2 separate regions of the Capsicum annuum genome follow, and region 1 is linked to region 2. Evidence: chromatin contacts called from public Hi-C data. All regions are on one chromosome and are shown on one strand. Each heading gives the region's core, a stretch centred on a gene start, on an enhancer-like site or on the middle of the called end of the contact. The rest is flanking DNA. Distances are from core to core; before and after follow the strand shown.

Region 1 (4,930 bases), core at 2,118-4,617, 320 kb before region 2:
AAGGTTAGTATGTTAATAATCTTTTAAATTTCTTAATAAACTTCATTTAAGCACTCTAATTATGACTTATTTTAAGGCAAAAATTCAGATATATGTAACTTTTAGTCCATAATTACAAGACATTGTTAAAGTTTGCATAATTACAAAATATAGATATACCTTAAGTCCTTCCTTTTTTCTCCCTCTTTCTCGCTTCTCTCCTCCTTTTCTCTCTCATCTCTCTCCCCTCCCTCCATTCCCATCCCTCTATCTCGCTCCCCTCTCCTTTTTCTCATTCTTTTATTTTTTATAATTTCAAGAATCGTATATTTGTATATACACTGTGCAAAATGTATATGTACACACTCAATATACATTTTTGCAAATGTATATATACAGATATATAGTTATTTAATATACAAACATTCAGATATACAATTAACAAAAAAAAAAAAAAATTAGAAGTACATATACAATTAACAACTTATACATATATGACTTATTATATAATTGACATATACAATTGACATATATGACTTATACATATACAACTTATACAACTGACTTATCCATATACTACTTATACAATTACATCATATATACAATTAATATACAACTTATACATATACGCATATATAATTGACAGATAATATACATCTGATAATAATTTAGTTGTATTAAGAAAATAATGATTGAATTAAAAAATAATTTGTATATTTGTATATACACTATGCACAATGTATATGTACATACTCAATATACATTCTGTAAAATGTATATATACAGGTATATAGTTATTTACTATACATGATGATAATATACAAACACTCAGCTATACAATTGAAAAAAAAAAAATAGATGTACATATACAATTAACAACTAGTACATATATGACTTATATAATTGACATATACAATTGACATGTATGACTTATACATATATGACTTATACAATTGACTTATACACATACGACTTATACAATTACATCATATATACAATTAATATACAACTTATACATATACACATATATAATTGACAAATAATATACAATCGATAACAATTTAGTTGAATTAAGAAAATCTTCTATGAAAAAATATAGTGAATGTGTAGGGAAAAACACAAAATATCAGAAATTTGGAAGAAGAAATAGAAAGAAAAATATTCTTTAATATATGTTAGAATAAATTTTGAGATCTGTTGAATTAGGAGGAATACATACTGCCTCTAAAACGTCCAATAAAAGAATGATCTATTGTCGCTAAACACTCCAATCAGCTAAGAGATAAAACAAAAAATTAATTATGAGAGAAAAAACTTCACTTGTCTTTGATATATACATTAACCATACCATGTAATTATTAAAAATTATTAATTATGAATTGTAATTTTTTAAAATACTAACCATACCATGTAATTATTAAATTATTTTATCTATAATGTGTAGTGTTTCCTTATTTTTATTTTAATTGAGCATTTGAACCCATAATAAAGTGTTTTTAGACAGTTTTGATTCAAATTTTGGGAAGAAAAAATTGTGGAAATTTTTCAAGTGTCTAGTACGTAGATAAATTACTTACTTTAATCATACTTATTAGGGAAAAGGCATAAATATCCCTTCAACTTGTCGCCAGAATTTACTTTAATACTTTAACTTTATCAGTATTTATTTACCTTCTAAATAATTTTCGCATGAATTATATACCATCCCAAAAATGTAACTCCACTCTTACAATAAAAAGTGTAATACACTCGCCCCCAAGTCAGCGTCATATCATTACCATGTCGGATCCTTGCAAAAAAAATTTTTTAAATATATATATAAATTTTTTTAAAATGTTTTCTTCCCCCCCCCCCCCCCTCCCTCCCCGTCTCAGTGCAACTCATGGTAAGGTTGCTAACAACGAAAAGTGTTAATTGTTTCAATTGGGCGATTAATGGCAGCTGTGACGTTGACATCGCTGCAGTGGAATTGTCCATCGAATTCGCGGAAGGAGAAGGGAGTAATACTTTTACCCAAAATTATTACTAGCATAATAGTACTTTGGATTTTGGTAGCACACAGTTTTAGAGAGGGAAATATGACACTTTTGTAACTGTGAATTAATGAGTACTAATCTACATTGGATATTGAATTAAAAATGATATTAGAAAATATTTTATAATTTTGACATTGAATTTTGGATGATATTAGAAAATATTTTATAATTTTTCATGTTTTATTAAAAATATTTTCGATGCACATTGTGTTGGAGTTGGTTGATGATGGTGGTGAAGAAAAATGGAGAAAAAGAAGAGATGGGTGGGTTGTGAGGAAGAAGAAGAGAGGGGATGGTGGGGTGTGAGGAAGAACAAAAATTAGAGGCTGAAAATTTAAAGGTGGACTCATCTTTTTTTTTTTTTTACTTTTTTTAATTAAAACGTGCTCTTTTTTTTTTTTTTGGCGACATCAGCCCTTAAGGGGTAATATAATTCACGCGAAAGTTGTTTAGAGAGATAAAATTTACCGATAAAATTAAAGTGTTAAAGTAAGTTTTGGCAACAAGTTCAGGGGATATTTATGCCTTTTCCTTACATATTATCCTAAATAGGCCATAAAACCTCAAGCATGCTTTAATTGAGTTGAAGTATGTAGTTAAAGGAGATGACATTTATTATGAGGTTAACTTAACTACCTAACAGATATTTGAGAACACGAACAAAAGAATTTTTCATAATTTGAACTGAAACGTCTAATATGAACATTTTATCATGTGTTCAAATGCTCATTTGGAACAAGCCATTGTTTAAATGTTTAAATAAAATATTTAATAGCAAGTTAAAGAAGTTGATTTATTAAGCCTATTTTTAAGATAATGGCTTCATATCTACTGCATTTTTTCTAAATTTTTATGCAGAAATTTATGCACCGCATTAAAAGTATCATTTAGATGAATCTGATAACAATGATATGTTAGCATTCGTGTTTAGCACCCACATTGTTGGGATAAATAAAGAAATATTCTCAATCGCCAAAAAACTACAAAATAGTGCCAAGCAAATTCTATAATATGTTACCACCAAAGGATGTGCCGCGGTGGATGAAACTGCTCCTCTTAATAAGAGATCTCAAGTTCGAGCCTTGGGTATGAAAAATTCCTTGGTAGGGAGCGCTACCCCTCGAATGGGGCCTTATCCGACGCGAATTCGAATTAGTCGGACTCCAATACGGGTATTAGACACCGAATGAAAAAACAAAAACCAAAAATAAAAAATTCTATAATATGTTAGCCACTTGCATCGCGACAAGTTTGATTATACACGTTTCCCTTTTCATGTATACTATAAGCCTTATTACCTATACTTCTATTCTTTGATAACAACTTTTAAAGTTTAAAATCGTTCCTTAATTATGAACTATTGCTCAAAAGTGACACCCACTGACTCATGCACATGAATGTCGTAGCTGGCTGGCTGCATTGGAACATTACATTTGATTGTCTTTTACAAAAAAAGGAACTTGCAATTTTGTTAGTAGTAATTTCATTCCTCTTATATACAAGTAGTCGCCCTCATCCTTTAGGACAAGCAAGAGGAGCAAATAAGGAAAGGAGAATAATCAGCCAAATTAAAGAGGTAACTTTCTGCCTTTCTGCAATGGTACCAATTCCAATCAAAACCGGGTATAACGTAATTATATCCTAAAACTTGGTTCCAAAATTATATCCTGAAATTTTGTTCGTAATTCCCATGCAGAGTCCTTTTCCCCTTTGCTACATAATCTTTTGCCAATATTTTATTTCTTTGAGCGGTAGAATATATAAGCCCTCCTTTTTTCATGGAATTAATGTTGGTTTTATTGTAAAGACATCCTTGACAAAAGGTATTCATTCTGTGTTTTCCACAAGAAACTTATTACATTGTTAATTTGCTACCTCAAGCCATATGTATGTATTACTACTTTATTATATATAGAAGAGATGGAAGCCGCTTATTACATTGTTAATTTGCTACCTCAAGCCATATGTATGTATTACTACTTTATTATATATAGAAGAGATGGAAGCACGACTTCGCCGTCGTGCTTGGGCAATTTTGATATTTCTTAGACATTGTGCTGTAAGATAGTTGTAATTGATGTTAAGAGTATTTGTACGGTTTCGGATTTGGACAAAATAGCCGTGCCACTTCTATAAAAAGGAAGTCTTTAAGTATGTATATTATTTCATTTGCACAAATAAGATACTTTCATATCATTAAGTTTGACATTTAAATAAGTTTAGCAAAAATTAGCTTGCGGATCAACACTTGGCGAATCACCAGACTTGCTCAAAATTTTCAGTAACACGTTTTTGTTTCAAAGTAGACCTAAATTTGATATCCAATCACAACAATTCTCAATGATCCAAGTCTTCAAAAACAATAGACCTACTTTGTCTTCTTCAACAATCAAGCTCAGCACAATTCAACAAGAGTGTTCTTCAAGTTGCTTCAACATTCTAAGTCTAAATCAATTACAAATTAGCAACGAGTATTCATTTTTCTATCGCACTAACATAGAAGATGGAGATGAAAGAAAGAGGAGTAGTTTTGACATGTCTATATTTAATAAACTATATAAATCGAGGACAAAAAATTAAGATATTGATCTTTAAAACGGAAATCCAGTGAGAATTTTAGCATAGAATAACTTAGGTATTTCAATTTTAAGAACTAAAACTGCTGTCACGACGACAAAACATTAGGTTCTTTCCATAAGGTGTAGTAATAACGTACTCTGTGATACAATTTTTCCCCATATAGAATTCTACAAAGAATTGGTCCAACATTGACCATCTATGATTTGAATAAAAGGGTTCACTATCTCTACCTCTCTTTTGGGATTACAGTACCAAGAAAGTTATCAAGCGGCATGGCGCACCATACTGAGATTGTTCCAACAGATCACCAATTTCCAGTACTAATTGATCAACCT
Region 2 (4,573 bases), core at 1,670-4,169:
TAAAAAAAAAAATATTAGGTCGTTTCAAAAAAATTATCCCTTTTTTATTTTAATAACTTTTTAATTTTAATTTGTCACATGACATATTTAAGATTACAAAATTGAAGAATATTTTGATACATTTGACATATTTTTAGTTTAACACTACAAAATTCAAAAGTTTTTTTTTATTTTTTTATACTTCATATCAAGTTAAATTAGGTCATTCTGTTTTAAACAGAGGGAGTAAGAGGGAAGAGATAAAAATTCTGATGTGACATAAAATTTTTAGGCAATATCAAATTTCATACATATACATACAAAAATTCTGATGTGACATAAAATTTTTAGGCAATATCAAATTTCATACATATACATACTTTTTTTCCTTCAACAAGAATGATCCAAACTTTCTTGTGTCTTCCACTCAACTTCAACGATGATTTCATCTTCATTAACCCGTGATTTCACCATTTTTACTGGTTTAGAGATATTTCCAGCTTAGCAAGAGTTCACTCCATAGACTTTAAAGGATCTTGGAACTCAAGTTTGACAAATTAATGAACCACAAAAGAACTTCTTTTGGACTGATAATTTCTTATAAGAACTAGAACGATAAGAGTAGTTGAACATAAAATCTATATAGGACTGACTATTCGGATAAGATTTGAGGTAGTTTGGGACAAAATTTTAGTCGTAGTTAGTTGCAGTTTGAAGTTATCGTTGAGTTGTATCAAAATCGGTAGTTTCAGTTAGAAATAAGCATTTGAGAAGAATAGTAAATTCAAAATCTGAAAAATTATGATTGTAGGCATCTTCTAAGGAAATAACAGCGTGAGAAAAGTAAGGTAAAGTTATGTATATAAATTATAGAGAGAAAAATTGTAAATATGAAATATTTGTAATTAGTTTGGAGGATATTGTGTAATAAAAGAAATTAAAGTTATGATTTTTTATAATTTTTCCATAATAAAATAGAAATAGTCTTTTATATATTCTCTTAAGTTTCATTATATTGCGGCAGACATTGTGAAATAAAAAAGTCAAGAGAGAGCATCCTTTCCTATTATAAATCTTTGTTTCCAGATTGGTTTAATTGTTCTGTTCAGACTATTGTATATGTCACATGCGAACTGAAATTAGTCCAAATTTTTTTTTCCCCCGGAATACGGAATGAGATAAGCAAAAATATCTTCAAATTGAGTCCAAACATTCAAGCTAATTATTTATATTTGGTACTTATTGATTTGACTGATTTATATTAATATACTGTATGAGCCATTTAACGGGAAAGCCTCTTAAAAGGAATTTCTCTTTTTCAACACCGAATTTACTTGGTCGACTATTTCTAGTTCACACAGAAAGACCAACAATTTTTGTTCCTAAAACTCTAGATCAACGATTTTTGTTCCTAAAACTCAAATCCAACACCTCTAATGAACGATAAAGAAATCTTTGCTTTTCATTTCACCTTACGCGACTATTAGTCATCGATGATGATATAATATATGAAATTTCTATCCTCCTTGACTGACTATTTATTTTGATACTATAATGCATAATAGTGATGGACAGAGACAATTGTGTTTTTCAGGATTAACTAAGGAGAAAAGAAGATTAACAACAGAATCTTCAGATTTGAAATTAGATTTGCTTTAAGAAATCTATATTCAAATTCACTTGCTCAAGTAATTCGAAATGGTACCTACTAGGTAATACGCTCTCTATCAAGAAGTTTTTTATTACCCAACATGTGTGTTTTTAGATTATGACAGCATGTTCGCCAAGGCACAATTCTTAGTGCATTGCTCCGGCACGGGTAGCCCGGTGCACTAAAGATCCTTCTATGCACGGGGTTCAGGGAAGGGCTAACCAGAAAGATCTATTGTATGTAGCTTTACCCTGCATTTCTGCAAGAGGTTGTTTCCACAGCTCGAACTCGTGACCTGTTGCATTTTTGGAACAAAATATGCCCCCCATTATGATACAGAAGTGTTTCCATCATCAACCTGCTTGCACTGTCTAGAGTCACAAATTAATGGGGGCACATAACCCGTAAATAGGAAAAACACTAGAACCAAAAGGGACTCAGAACCTCAACGATATTGTAAAGGCGTGATCAAGACGACTCAATCAAATAGCTCACACTCTGTTTCTTTGTTTGAGTGATGAACTTGGTCAGGACAAAACAGTCTAGTGGAGTAATGTTTGTGTAATAGTTTTGGATTTTAAGAGTAACTTCAAATCCAAAATTTCTTATAGAAATTGATGGCATCATGCAAATAGATAACGCTAACATTCTGCTTGGCACAAAGATCGGGGACATGATTCAACAGCTTTGCACCCGCACCAAAATAAGAAGGTGAACTAAACCGGAAGCAGCTCAATACCATTGAGATGTATCGAGAAAGATGACATCGACTTGACACTGTCTTGCTAGTCATTTTATCAAAGAAATAAATAACTATCAGAAGTTTCTGTTTTGTGTGGTGTAAATGCCTAGCAACCAATTTCAACGATTAAAACGAAAGGACAACATGAAGGTTGATGCCATAATACAAAAATTCTGAGCAGTCAATGGAAAAGAACCATGAAAATTTGTACACAAACAATAACTTTGAACAAGGAGAGCTGGATAATGGAGCACTTACCGGTACCTAACACATGATATGGAGCCAAAACACCTAGAGTCTATTATGTAAACACAAACCGGCCCACCCTCCTTCTTCTCAAGGCGACGTGCAATTGAACCTATGCAGATATCATTGTAATATGCCGCAGGCACAAACATTAAACACGGTAAGTTCTTTAAAGCACCTTCTGGTTGCGCACTTTTTTACAACAAAGATCTATTATTGATAAAAAGTAAAGTATGTCTAAATTATGATTTCACCCTATCTTTTATTTTGATTTCAGAAATTATTATATGCTCTTGAATTTCTCAATCGATTTTGGTCAAAGTATCCTAAATCAATTGACCATTGACCATATCAGTAACGATTCCACATTCATATCGTGTCAATATGGGTGCAGCACCGAAAAATGAATAGTATGTGCAACTAAACAAAAAAAAAAAAAGATTCTAAATTCTTCAAAGTTCAAAGTAATTCCCCTCTTTTCATAGGAAGAATGATTAAACTTCAAAACACAAGGAGTATTATAGAGGCAAAACGCGTACGTAGTATATGGATACTTTCTTTGTCTGTTTGCTCCATGTGACATATACTTTGGCATTAAAGTCTCTCCTATACCTTGCTCCCCTTCCCCTTTTCACACACACTAAAAAGTCCTACAAATATCTATCACCCCTTTTTTTAATGTTTCCCCTTTCTTCACTCGCTTTTTAATTATCTTGTCTAAAATTCAGATCCAATCTTGGAGAAGCCTCATTCGATCTTCAGAACAAGATCAGTCATCATAGATTTCAGTACATATGGCTCCACTTACTAAGGTACTTTTTGTACTTTGTCTTGTTTTTGTGTTATTCACTCTTTCATTCATTCCTGCACATAGTGAGGTCCAACCCCCAAATAATGTTAGAAGCAGAAGAATGTTGGAGCTAGAGAATAAGCCAAAGCCAATTAAGAAGAAAATCACTACAACTTCACTTTCTGCTGCTTCCAAGAACGAAACCAAACTCCTCAAATCAACCACTAGTAGCTCTTTTAAGGATCAAACCAAGCAAATCAAAACTTCTTCTATCTCTGGTAGCAAGAACCAAACAAAGCTTTCAAAATCAAAACTTTCCGTTTCTGAATCACAAACCAAGAATAAAACCAATCCTAGTTCTACCATTACCAAATCAGAGAAACTAATTACCTTCAAATCCCAACTTCAGAAGCTCAATCCCACTCCCTCCAAGTCCTCAACTTCAACCAAAATCACTTCTTCCACTACCAACAAGTCCTCAGATCTACCAAAAATCAGCTCAACTTCTTCTCCCAAGAACAAGAACAAAACAATCAAAGCCACTAAAACCCAATTGGACAAAGGCATCAGTGAGACCAAATCAAATACCCCAATTAAAAACCAGCCCACAGACAAAGCAGCCAAAGCCACTGAAACACAATTGAAAAAAGACACCAGTGAGACCAAATCCAAAACACCACCCAGTAAAAACCAGACAACAGTCAAGAAAGCCAACACACAACACACAAGCCAGAAAAATTCACAGTACAGCTGGGTTGAAGATGATGATGGTGATGATGATTTGATTACTGAATTCAGAGACTTGCCCTCCAAATTGCAAGAAACCCTTTTGCCAGATTTGGAGAGAATTTCAAAGACCTCAAAGGTTTACCTCAACAAGGCAAACAAAGAAATCACCAAGAACTTCAAACCTTATGTTGGAAACAAATATGCACCAACAATTGCTTCTGTAATCTCATTTGCATTCATTTTGATCCCTCTCCTTCTTGTTTCTCTCATTTTCAATAAAATCAAAGCCTATTTCTCTCTCCAAAAACTCCTCATTTTCATCCAAGTTTACCTCTCCATTTACTTCTCCATCCTCTGTCTATCTTCATTGGTCACTGGCTTAGAGCCATTGAAGTTTTTCTATGCTACTGCACAATCCACTTACATTTGCTTACAG

What was found. A called contact is a pair of places that touch in the nucleus more often than the background predicts.
Region 1: a Hi-C map of pericarp shows a contact between it and region 2, with 2.8 times the contacts expected there. The contact joins the enhancer-like site here to the promoter of LOC107872079 in region 2. A contact is called at or near these places in 3 of 5 Hi-C or Micro-C datasets (leaf, pericarp and placenta).

Annotation. Positions count from the first base shown.
Region 1 is chr1:35,055,773-35,060,702 of UCD10Xv1.1, reverse strand. LOC107854277 reads right to left here. Exons shown (of 5, transcript XM_016699288.2): 5 at 4,606-4,930. It also overlaps the pseudogene LOC107854274. Among protein-coding and RNA genes, the nearest start is that of LOC107854277, 15 kb to the right of the region's middle. Within about 2 kb of position 3,367, at least 3 of the 5 cell types and tissues checked have an H3K27ac peak or open chromatin away from gene starts, as enhancers often do. A contact at or near this core is called in leaf and pericarp, where this site is marked.
Region 2 is chr1:34,733,594-34,738,166 of UCD10Xv1.1, reverse strand. LOC107872079 reads left to right here and starts at 2,919. Exons shown (of 1, transcript XM_016718886.2): 1 at 2,919-4,573. The coding sequence starts at 3,413.